Linked DNA regions of Lactuca sativa: region 2 is linked to region 1. The links are chromatin contacts, called in public Hi-C maps. All regions are on one chromosome and are shown on one strand. The core of a region is the stretch at or near the end of the contact, and the rest is flanking DNA. Distances in the headings are between cores, read along the strand shown.

Region 1 (4,981 bases), core at 412-2,911:
ACGTAATCTCAAATCGACGATGAAATAAAAAAAAAAATAAAAAATAAAAAAAAAAAAAAAACTGATGAAATCCCAGAAATCAAATCCAAAAACGAATGGTATTAAATTCATTTATATTTGAAATTGATGATGTTGGATTAAACATAATGGGATTAAATGAGTTGGATAAAACTTAATGGGATTAAACCCAAAATGAAAAACCTAACTTGATATCCCATAAGTAAAATACGATTTTCCAAATGATGAAATTGATGGAAGACGATTTTCCAGATGAAATTGATGATGTCGGCGGAACTAGAATAAATGGGGTTTGAAAGGAACGACGTGTAGAGGCGGAGAAGAACAATAAAGTTGCAGGTTTCCGACGACTTTAGGGTTGCAGGGTTCCGGTGGTGGTGTTAGCATGCTGACTGATGGCAACATCTACTTTAGAATTGCAGGTTTCCTGCTGGAGGCTCCGACGGGAACTTGAGGTGTAGATCGGTGTTTAGAGATGAGTTTGAAAGGGTTAGACATACGATCGATGACTTCAATTCTAGAAGGGAAGGGATGGGGGTGATAGAGATGTGTGGGACCCAATTTTTTTTTATTGACACTTAAAATTAACTCTATATTATAATCTTTAATTTTGAATGTAAATAAATTTTGATAAGGGTATATTAGTCTTTTAATGTTTGTCGCAGATGAAAATCGCAACAAAAAGAAACTATAAGGACGATATAACTGCAAAAAAAATACTAAGGACCAAACGCGTAATTTTAACCAAACCTTCAATAATTTAGTCTTTTGTTTATTTGGTTTTGAGTGGTTTTTATCATTACCTGGTTTGTACCTTGTCCATTGAAGATACAAATTTGATTAAAGAATGTACGGACTTTATTTTTTTGATTTCCTAAAAAAACGATTTTTCCGGTTAACTTTGAAACCTTTTAACAACTGTTTTCACGGATCGCTATCTCTCTCTCTCTCCAACTCTTCTGATTCCCTCTTATTACGTGTAGCATTGCCGTTCGGATCATATTCTCTGTGTTTTAATCTCTCTCACTTCGATTCAAACGGTAAGCATTGTTTTATGTCGTCAATTGTTCATCTGATTCATAGATCTATCAAATAAAATGAATTGTGTGTCCTGATTGAGCTTGTGTATCACTTTATTTACGGATACTATTAATTTTGTTGATTCACTGGTATCGATCCTATAATTTGCTTCGAGTTATTTCATTCTCGATTCGTTTAAATCACGCATTGTCAGTACGTGTTTGTTATTACTATATTATCTGTAGTTTAAAAAAGTGATCATGTGGTAAGCTATATTGACGATAAACGAGTAATTCGTTGGATTCGGTTTGTTTAGTGCGCAGGCTACAAAATGTCTAAGGTACTGCTCCATGGAACTCTTCACGTTACAATCTACGAGGTTGATAAGCTTCACGAAGGTGGTGGGCCTAATGTATTCGGCAAGGTATAATTTCATATCATCTTTAAAAAATTACGAGTAATTTTATACTTTTGAAATGATTGCTCACTCATATCACATAACATACTATCATAGAATTTATGTTATTTTCTTTAATAACTGGTAATCATAACAGTTTGAAGTAACTGCATATTCGTGTTCTTCATGCAAACATACGTTTTTTTTTTCTTGTTGCAGCTTATGGCGAACATACAGGAAACCGTTGGATTTGGGGAAGGAACTCCGAAAATTTATGCGACGATCGATCTAGAAAAATGCAGAGTTGGACGAACTAGGATGATAGAAAACGAACCCCAAAACCCAAGATGGTACGAGTCATTCCACATTTATTGTGCTCACTCAGCTTCTGACGTGATCTTCACTGTTAAAGACAACAACCCAATTGGGGCAACGTTAATTGGAAGAGCTCACATGCCTGTAAGAGAATTAATGGATGGAGATGAAGTAGACAAATGGATTGAGATCATGGATGAAAACAACAACCCTGTTCCAGCTGGATCCAAAATCCACGTAAAGCTACAATTCTTTGACGTCACTCAAGATCGTAACTGGGCTCATGGAATCAAAAATGCGAAGTACCCTGGAGTTCCCTACACATTCTTCGCTCAAAGAACAGGATGTCGAGTCTCTTTATACCAAGATGCTCATGTTCCTGAAAATTTCATGCCTAAGATCGCTCTTGCAGGTGGCAAATACTACGAGACACATAGATGTTGGGAAGATATATTCGAAGCCATTACTAATGCAAAACACTTCATCTACATTACTGGATGGTCTGTTTACACTGAGATCGCTTTGATACGAGACCCAAAGAGACAAAAGGATGGAGGTGATGTCATGCTTGGTCAGATTCTAAAACGGAAAGCAGAAGAAGGTGTTAGGGTGGCTATGCTCGTTTGGGACGATAGAACTTCTGTAAATGTATTTAAAGAAGACGGATTAATGGCTACCCATGATGAAGAAACTGAGAATTTCTTCCAAAACACCGACGTTCATTGCATTTTATGCCCGCGTGACCCTGATGACGGAGGAAGCGTTTTTCAGGACCTTCAAGTGTCCACCATGTTCACTCATCACCAGAAGATCGTGGTGGTGGACGCTGAGATGCCTACTGGAGGTTCAGAGAAACGGAGGGTGGTGAGTTTTGTTGGTGGTATTGATTTATGTGATGGAAGATACGATTATGCGTTTCATCCTCTTTTTAAAACATTAAACGCTGCTCACCATGATGATTTCCATCAACCTAATTACACTGGAGCATCCATAGCTAAAGGTGGTCCACGGGAGCCATGGCATGATATTCACTCTAGGGTTGAAGGACCAATCGCTTGGGATGTTTTGTTTAATTTTGAACAAAGATGGCGAAAACAAGGTGGGAAAAATATACTTGTTGACTTGAGACAACTTCGTGACATTCTAATCCCACCATCTCCGGTGACGTTCCCAAATGATCAAGAAACATGGAATGTCCAGCTTTTCAGGTCTATCGATGGTGGGGCCGCCTTTGGCTTCCCGGACACACCTGAAGAAGCCGGGAAAGCGGGTCTTGTGAGTGGGAAAGATAACATAATTGATCGAAGTATTCAAGACGCGTATATTAACGCGATACGAAGAGCAAAAAATTTCATCTATATTGAAAACCAGTATTTCCTTGGAAGCTCTTTTGCTTGGAAATCTGACGATATCAATGTTAATGAGATTGGTGCGTTGCACCTTATTCCAAAGGAACTTTCTTTGAAGATCGTCAGCAAGATAGAAGCCGGTCAAAAGTTTATTGTTTATGTTGTCGTACCAATGTGGCCTGAAGGGATCCCAGAAAGTGGATCTGTTCAGGCGATATTGGACTGGCAAAAAAGGACGATGGAGATGATGTATAAAGACATTGTCAAGGCTCTTCAAGATAAGGGTCGAGATGATGATCCAAGAGAGTATCTTACCTTCTTTTGCCTTGGAAACCGTGAGATGAAGCAAGACGATGAGCATGAACCAACAGAAGCACCCGAACCGGATTCTGGTTATCTTCATGCCCAAGAGAACCGTCGTTTTATGATCTATGTCCATTCCAAAATGATGATAGGTAAATAGCTAGTTTGTTAGATTTGACAACCATGAGACCAAAATTATTATAAAACAATCCAATAAGGTTGTCTGGGTGGCATCGACATGTGCTCGTCATTTGCTTAGTTACCTCAGAAGACACTAGCCCGTAGGCTCGGCATTTTGAGTTCGACGAGCCAACTCGGTGGATCCGAGTAGAGGAAAGAGAGTCTCTCCTTCTCCTCTTTTTCTTCTTCTACGTTTCTCCCTCACTTGGCAACCCACTCACTCTATTCTTGCCAACTTGGCAAAAATCTCCCCTTTAGCTTCTCCCTAGCTTAAGTGAGCTTAACATCACTCTTTTTAGCTTAAGTACCAATGTTTCAAAGATATATTTTTCCAAAAAAAAAAGTTAAAACCTAAAGGACCAAACATGTGTTTTAGTAAAAAAAATAAATAAGAGTAGATAATATTTTTGACACATTATTTTGGCATTCAAATTTGATTAAAAATGTCTCTTACAATTTTTGTTATTATTTAAAGTTTTTACAACATTTATGGCACTTTTCTTGAAAAGTAATTTTTAGTTAACGTTTCAAGTAAAATAGTTGTAAAAGCCTCAAATAATGACTAAACGCTATATAAAACTAAACTATTTGGGACCAAAATTAAAAATATCGGATAAACCAAGTAGCCAAAATGGTAACTTTTTCAATCGTTGATCATATTTAGTAACTAATTTTTATCTACCATGGTGCAGTTGATGATGAATACATAATAGTTGGATCCGCGAACATCAACCAACGATCCATGGATGGTGCTAGGGATTCTGAAATAGCCATGGGAGCATATCAACCTAATCATCTAGCTTCAGCCAGGTCACCAGCCAGGGGTCAGATCCATGGCTTCCGTATGGCTTTATGGTATGAACACCTTGGCATGATCGATCAGACCTTTGAGCACCCAGAGAATGTTGAATGCGTGAGAAAGGTGAATGATGTGGCTGACAAATGTTGGGAACTTTACGCCAGTGAAAATCTTGAACGTGATTTGCCAGGTCACTTGCTGCGATACCCGGTTGGTATCGCTAGGGATGGTGATATTACGGAATTGCCAGGAACTGAATGTTTCCCTGATACAAGTGCCAAGATCCTTGGTACGAAATCTGATTTCCTTCCTCCTATTCTTACTACCTAAAGAGAGACTTTGTTTTGGTGTTTTTAATTAGTTGGAATAACTTCAAATTTTGTTTCCTTGTTTGGTATTAGCCATTGTAATCGAATAATACGCAAATTTTGCATCATTATTATCGCAATTGTATGTAAGATGTGTACTAATGACCATCTTCCATATGAATTACAATGTAACTTCTTGTATTTTTGCCATGTAGAATAAGTTTCTTTAGACTATTCTAAAACAGTTTACGGTGGTTATCATAAAAATTGTGACCCGCTTTGAAAATCCTAC
Region 2 (4,687 bases), core at 783-3,282, 230 kb before region 1:
ACATTTTTTCCTTAATTTTATTTTCATCAAACATTTCTAAATGATTTATTTCATTCAAACCAACAAACCGAAGATGATAATGAAATTTAATTAGCTTGCCGATTCCATTAGTTTGTTCATTTGGATCCTTGATACCAAACATATATACCAAGAGATTTTACTTCTTAATGCATATCTCCACATATGCACTTTTCAGTAGTTCCTTGGGCCCTATATTCCTTAGAATTGGTATTAGAACTTCTAGCAGATCTCAAACCCCAAGAAAGGATTATGTGAGTTAATTAATCCTAATTATTGATAACGACCTCCGTAGTAGCATATGCACTTTTTTCACTAGTTTCCGTGGTCATTATATCCATCCCTACTTTCTTGAAAATAATTTATGATGTCTTTATCAAACACAATTTACATAGTTTTGAGTATCGTTTGAGAGCAAGGACTAGCCTCGTAAGTCGTTTATTCCAACATTGAATCTCCCATTTATCGTTAGATGATGCTACATTTCTTCAAAACAATTAACGGCAACCATAACTAAATTTTTTGTCAATTTCATAGCAATTAAATCATCAATTTATGTGCCTAACCTCTAATTCTAATAAGCCAAAGGTTTTATTGTATTGTCCTGTCCTTATCAAAGTCGATGTCAACTTGTCTCTAGGAATCAAACTTTCTATGGATGAAAGGATTAAGAGCTGAAATTGAGTAGATTACTCTTTTCTTTTCAATTGGCTAAAAATATACTTGGATTTATTTCACTCTTTTTGGCAAACATACGAGAAAATCGACTTGGCTATATATTGCTACAAGTATGACTTGAAGAGGCTGCTTGCTTAGAACATAAAAATTCATAAATAACAGATGAGGGTAAAAGCAACTTGATAAAAATACTTATTAATTTACATGTTTACCCTCTCCTCCTATAGTTTTAATCGGGCAACTGCATACACACACATACACATGTATGTACGTGCAAATTCATATAGTGTAAACTATTCGATATATCATTCTTATTGCAAAAACTAGGATTCTGCAAGAGAGAAGATGATGCATGGTACTGATCATGAGTTGACGTCGGAAGTTTCATTATCTTTTTAGTCAGCTCGTGGGGCCCATCAATTTGTATTCAGCAGCTCCTCAATCATTTGCAATGCAATCGCATCCTCTTCATCACCACCACCACCACCAGACGCCATCATCGGCGTATCCACCACCATCGGAATTTCAACTTCAACTTCAGCTTCTCTCTCGACACTATCCTTCTTCTTTCCAAGCTCCACAGTCATGACCCAGTTAGATTCCGAATGAATCCCCGCCCGTTTCTGCCATACCCCGATGTGAGAACTTTCCGTGTCAAGCCGGAGACAGGTGAGTGACGGCGACGGAGACTTGCAACATTTCCGTAGCTTTGCACTTAGTATCGCTGAGAGACTAGTAGTAGTGGTTGAAGACGACGGTGGCGAGTTGGTGGTTGCCGGAGTTGCGTCACTGTCTCCACCCCCGGATGTTTGGCCTTTGACAACCGGGAAATTTGTCTTGGCATTACGACCACTCATTAAAACGGCAGCCTCATCATACGCTCTGGCAGCTTCTTCCGCCGTTTCAAACGTCCCTAGCCATACCCTTCTCTTCCTACAAACAAACAAAGTCATTAGATATAGAATGTGTTATCAGTGTGTATGTGTGTGAGAGAGAAGGGAGAATTGTGAAATACAGTAAAGGGTGGCGAATCTCGGAAACCCAAGAACCCCAATGGCGCTGACGGACGCCTCTGAATTTCTTTGTTTGTACCATTTGGTAGAGTGTCAGAAAGAAGTCAGAAGGAATCAATAGATGAGATGAGATGAGATTTAAAAGCTGAAAACTCGGGAGAGTGTGAGGTGAAATATATAGCCGACTGAAAAGATTCAATAGGCCAAGTACGGAGGTGGTGTCCAATGTCCATGACACTTGAAGTCAACAATTTGTCTTTTCTTTTCTTGGAGTTGTAGTAGAGTTTGGAGATTTAGCTCCGCCCCTCATCTAAACTGAAAACTAAAAAGTTAAGTTAATAATTTACCTGGAGGACTAGTATATATTATTTGAAAAGCGAAACCCAAAATAAATGTTACAAGTCGATTATTATTATTATTTATTAAACACACAGAGAAAGTAATTAAAGCAAAGCCAGCTTTCATGACATGATTTTTGAGAATGGTGTGTTTGTCGGTGAGGATTTAGCTCTTCCCTTTTTTATGGTTTAATTTTGTGGTCCTTTGAACATCATGGAGTGGGTCTCTCTCTTTCACCCCCCAATTTTATCTCTCCCTCCATCACAAGGATGCAAAAATGATTCGTGTTAGGTTTACTCTCAACCCACACATATGTTAAAGATTCGTGAAAAGTAAAAACAACATAGAAAATTACGTCGATTAAGCTGATTGTGATCACATTGAACTAGAGAGGTTTTGCATTGATAATCATGATAGGGTTTAAAGTGCCAAACGAACCAACCTAGGCGTTGTGATCTTGAACTAATGATGTCACAGTGGTGGTCAGGTTTTAACATCAGGCTCCACAACTTAATAGTTCGATAGGTATTTTTGATGATGGATTTGAGAGATCGAAATCTATCAATTGAAACTATGTTTGATTCAAAATATCTTTTTGACCCAAATTCAAATATAAGTTCTGATTCATGTTTGACACAAAGATAATATAAAAAATACAAAAAACTTGAAAGACTTTTATTGGATTTGGAATTGAGTTTTTATAAGCTTGGGTTAATATATTATATATTTCAAGCTCGTTATTTTGTACTCAATGTAGTTTAAAAAAAGAAACAACTTATGTGTAGCACTAAACAGCAACCACTCCTTTTTTTTTCTCTGTATTTATTAACCACTAAAGGTTCTACTTTAGTAGTTACCACTAACACTTTGGGTTGCTCTTTTAAGGTAAATATCTCAATCTCCATACCTGGCACTAATGCACAAATCCCTTTTTCATGGTGTTCATTGGGAAAAAAGTGAATGTGTGAGTTTCCTTTTAAATCGATTACCAAGTTTGTGCAAATATTAAAAGAAAAATAGTAAAGTATGTTATACGTAGATCTTAGGCTAGATAAAATTACAAAGGAGATGGTATTAATTGTTCATTTTAGCATATCTAATATCATCATCTACCCTAGTAAATAAGAATGATTTTGTCATATGTCCTTCTCTCATTCAATTTGTCACATGTCATTTTATCATAATTTAGAGATATATTTATTTTCCACTTGTCATTTATTTCATTTTCCATTTCTAATATATTATTAATTAGTTTCCATAAATTAAACCTATCATAATCATATTAATTTCAAATTTTAAATTTTAAATTTTAATTTCAATTTCAAATAAATTTACAGTTTAAACCTTTGTGTTTAACATTTTGTTATAATTAACCTGTTTAGTATACGGGTCTGATAACTAAACAATAATTTTAATTTATTTATTTTTTGCATGTTTTTTTCTCATAATTTTTATTCATTTCAAATTTCAAATTCAAATAAATTTCTCATTTAATCGTTTCTATTTAACATTTTGTTTTAATCAACCCGTAATATCCTAATTTGTATTTTGCACTCATAAATAAGTTTCTTATATTTCTATAATTTAATATAGGTACTTTTGTACAACTTGTTACATAGGGTTACATCTGTGTCACAAAACTCATGCTCAAGTCTTTTCAGTTATAATTCTTATGAATGGACATAGTCGTTATTTTGAAGAAGAAAGTCTCGTCCAGTAATGTTGAAAGATAACAAAGTTGCCGAAGCTCGAAACCATATTGTAAGAAAATAAAAAGTTTTTGGTCTATGACAGGTGGCGGCTACTCAACCACGAAATAGTTTTCTTTATTTTTATTTTTTCTAATTTCTATTATGTATTATATATGAGTTATGAAGGAGCAATGATGCTATTAAATAGGTACTTCTTTTTAAAAGGAAGTGTCAATTTGGCATATTAATAATATCATTTACACCCACAGTGTTTACCCTTTCAAACAGTTGTATTTTTTATATAAGTATAGTAAATGGTTATAATAATATTTTCATAGTTATTCTAGTATTATTAGTAATACTTATTATAATTTATTAACATTAATAATAATAGTAAATATTGTTGATAATCAGCTACCAAAATCTATCGACCAGATGCCACGTTTGTTATAAAATGCGGGCGAAGTTGAAATGTGGGGCTTCTGGCCAGACTTCCATTTAAACACAAAGTTCCCATATTCCAGCTGCAAACACATGGGAGCAGTAACCATTAACCAATAATGATTGTACCAATTACTATCGGTTTTTCAACCATCCTATGTAGGCTTAATTTGTTTTTTCTTTTCCTTTTTTTTTTCTACAAATAAACTACTAATTGTTGACATTTTCCTAAATTTTTTGGCAGATCTTTGTAAGATAAATTTTAGACAAAATTCCAGATAGATATATATATATATATATATATATATATATATATATATATATATATATATATATATATATATATATATATATATATATATATATATATATATATATATTTTTAATTTCTAGTATCAACTTAAGAACTTAAGGACAATGATGGAAAATGCACACCGCTTTTGGTTTGTCCTTTTTACTAATACTATAATTAAAAGACATAGAAAATAGTCGATTTACCATCTTATT

Evidence for each region. A called contact is a pair of places that touch in the nucleus more often than the background predicts.
Region 2: a contact with region 1 is called in a Hi-C map of leaf, with 5 times the contacts expected there. The contact joins the promoter of LOC111907444 here to the promoter of LOC122194422 in region 1. A contact is called at or near these places in 2 of 4 Hi-C or Micro-C datasets (leaf and seed).

What each region holds. Positions count from the first base shown.
Region 1 is chr4:155,363,591-155,368,571 of Lsat_Salinas_v11, reverse strand. LOC122194422 (phospholipase D alpha 1) reads left to right here and starts at 1,661. Exons shown (of 2, transcript XM_052771391.1): 1 at 1,661-3,554; 2 at 4,275-4,753. The coding sequence starts at 1,754. The coding sequence ends at 4,711.
Region 2 is chr4:155,598,650-155,603,336 of Lsat_Salinas_v11, reverse strand. It overlaps LOC111907444 (ethylene-responsive transcription factor WIN1), which reads right to left and starts at 2,032. Exons shown (of 2, transcript XM_023903213.3): 1 at 1,712-2,032; 2 at 810-1,629. The coding sequence starts at 1,791. The coding sequence ends at 1,113.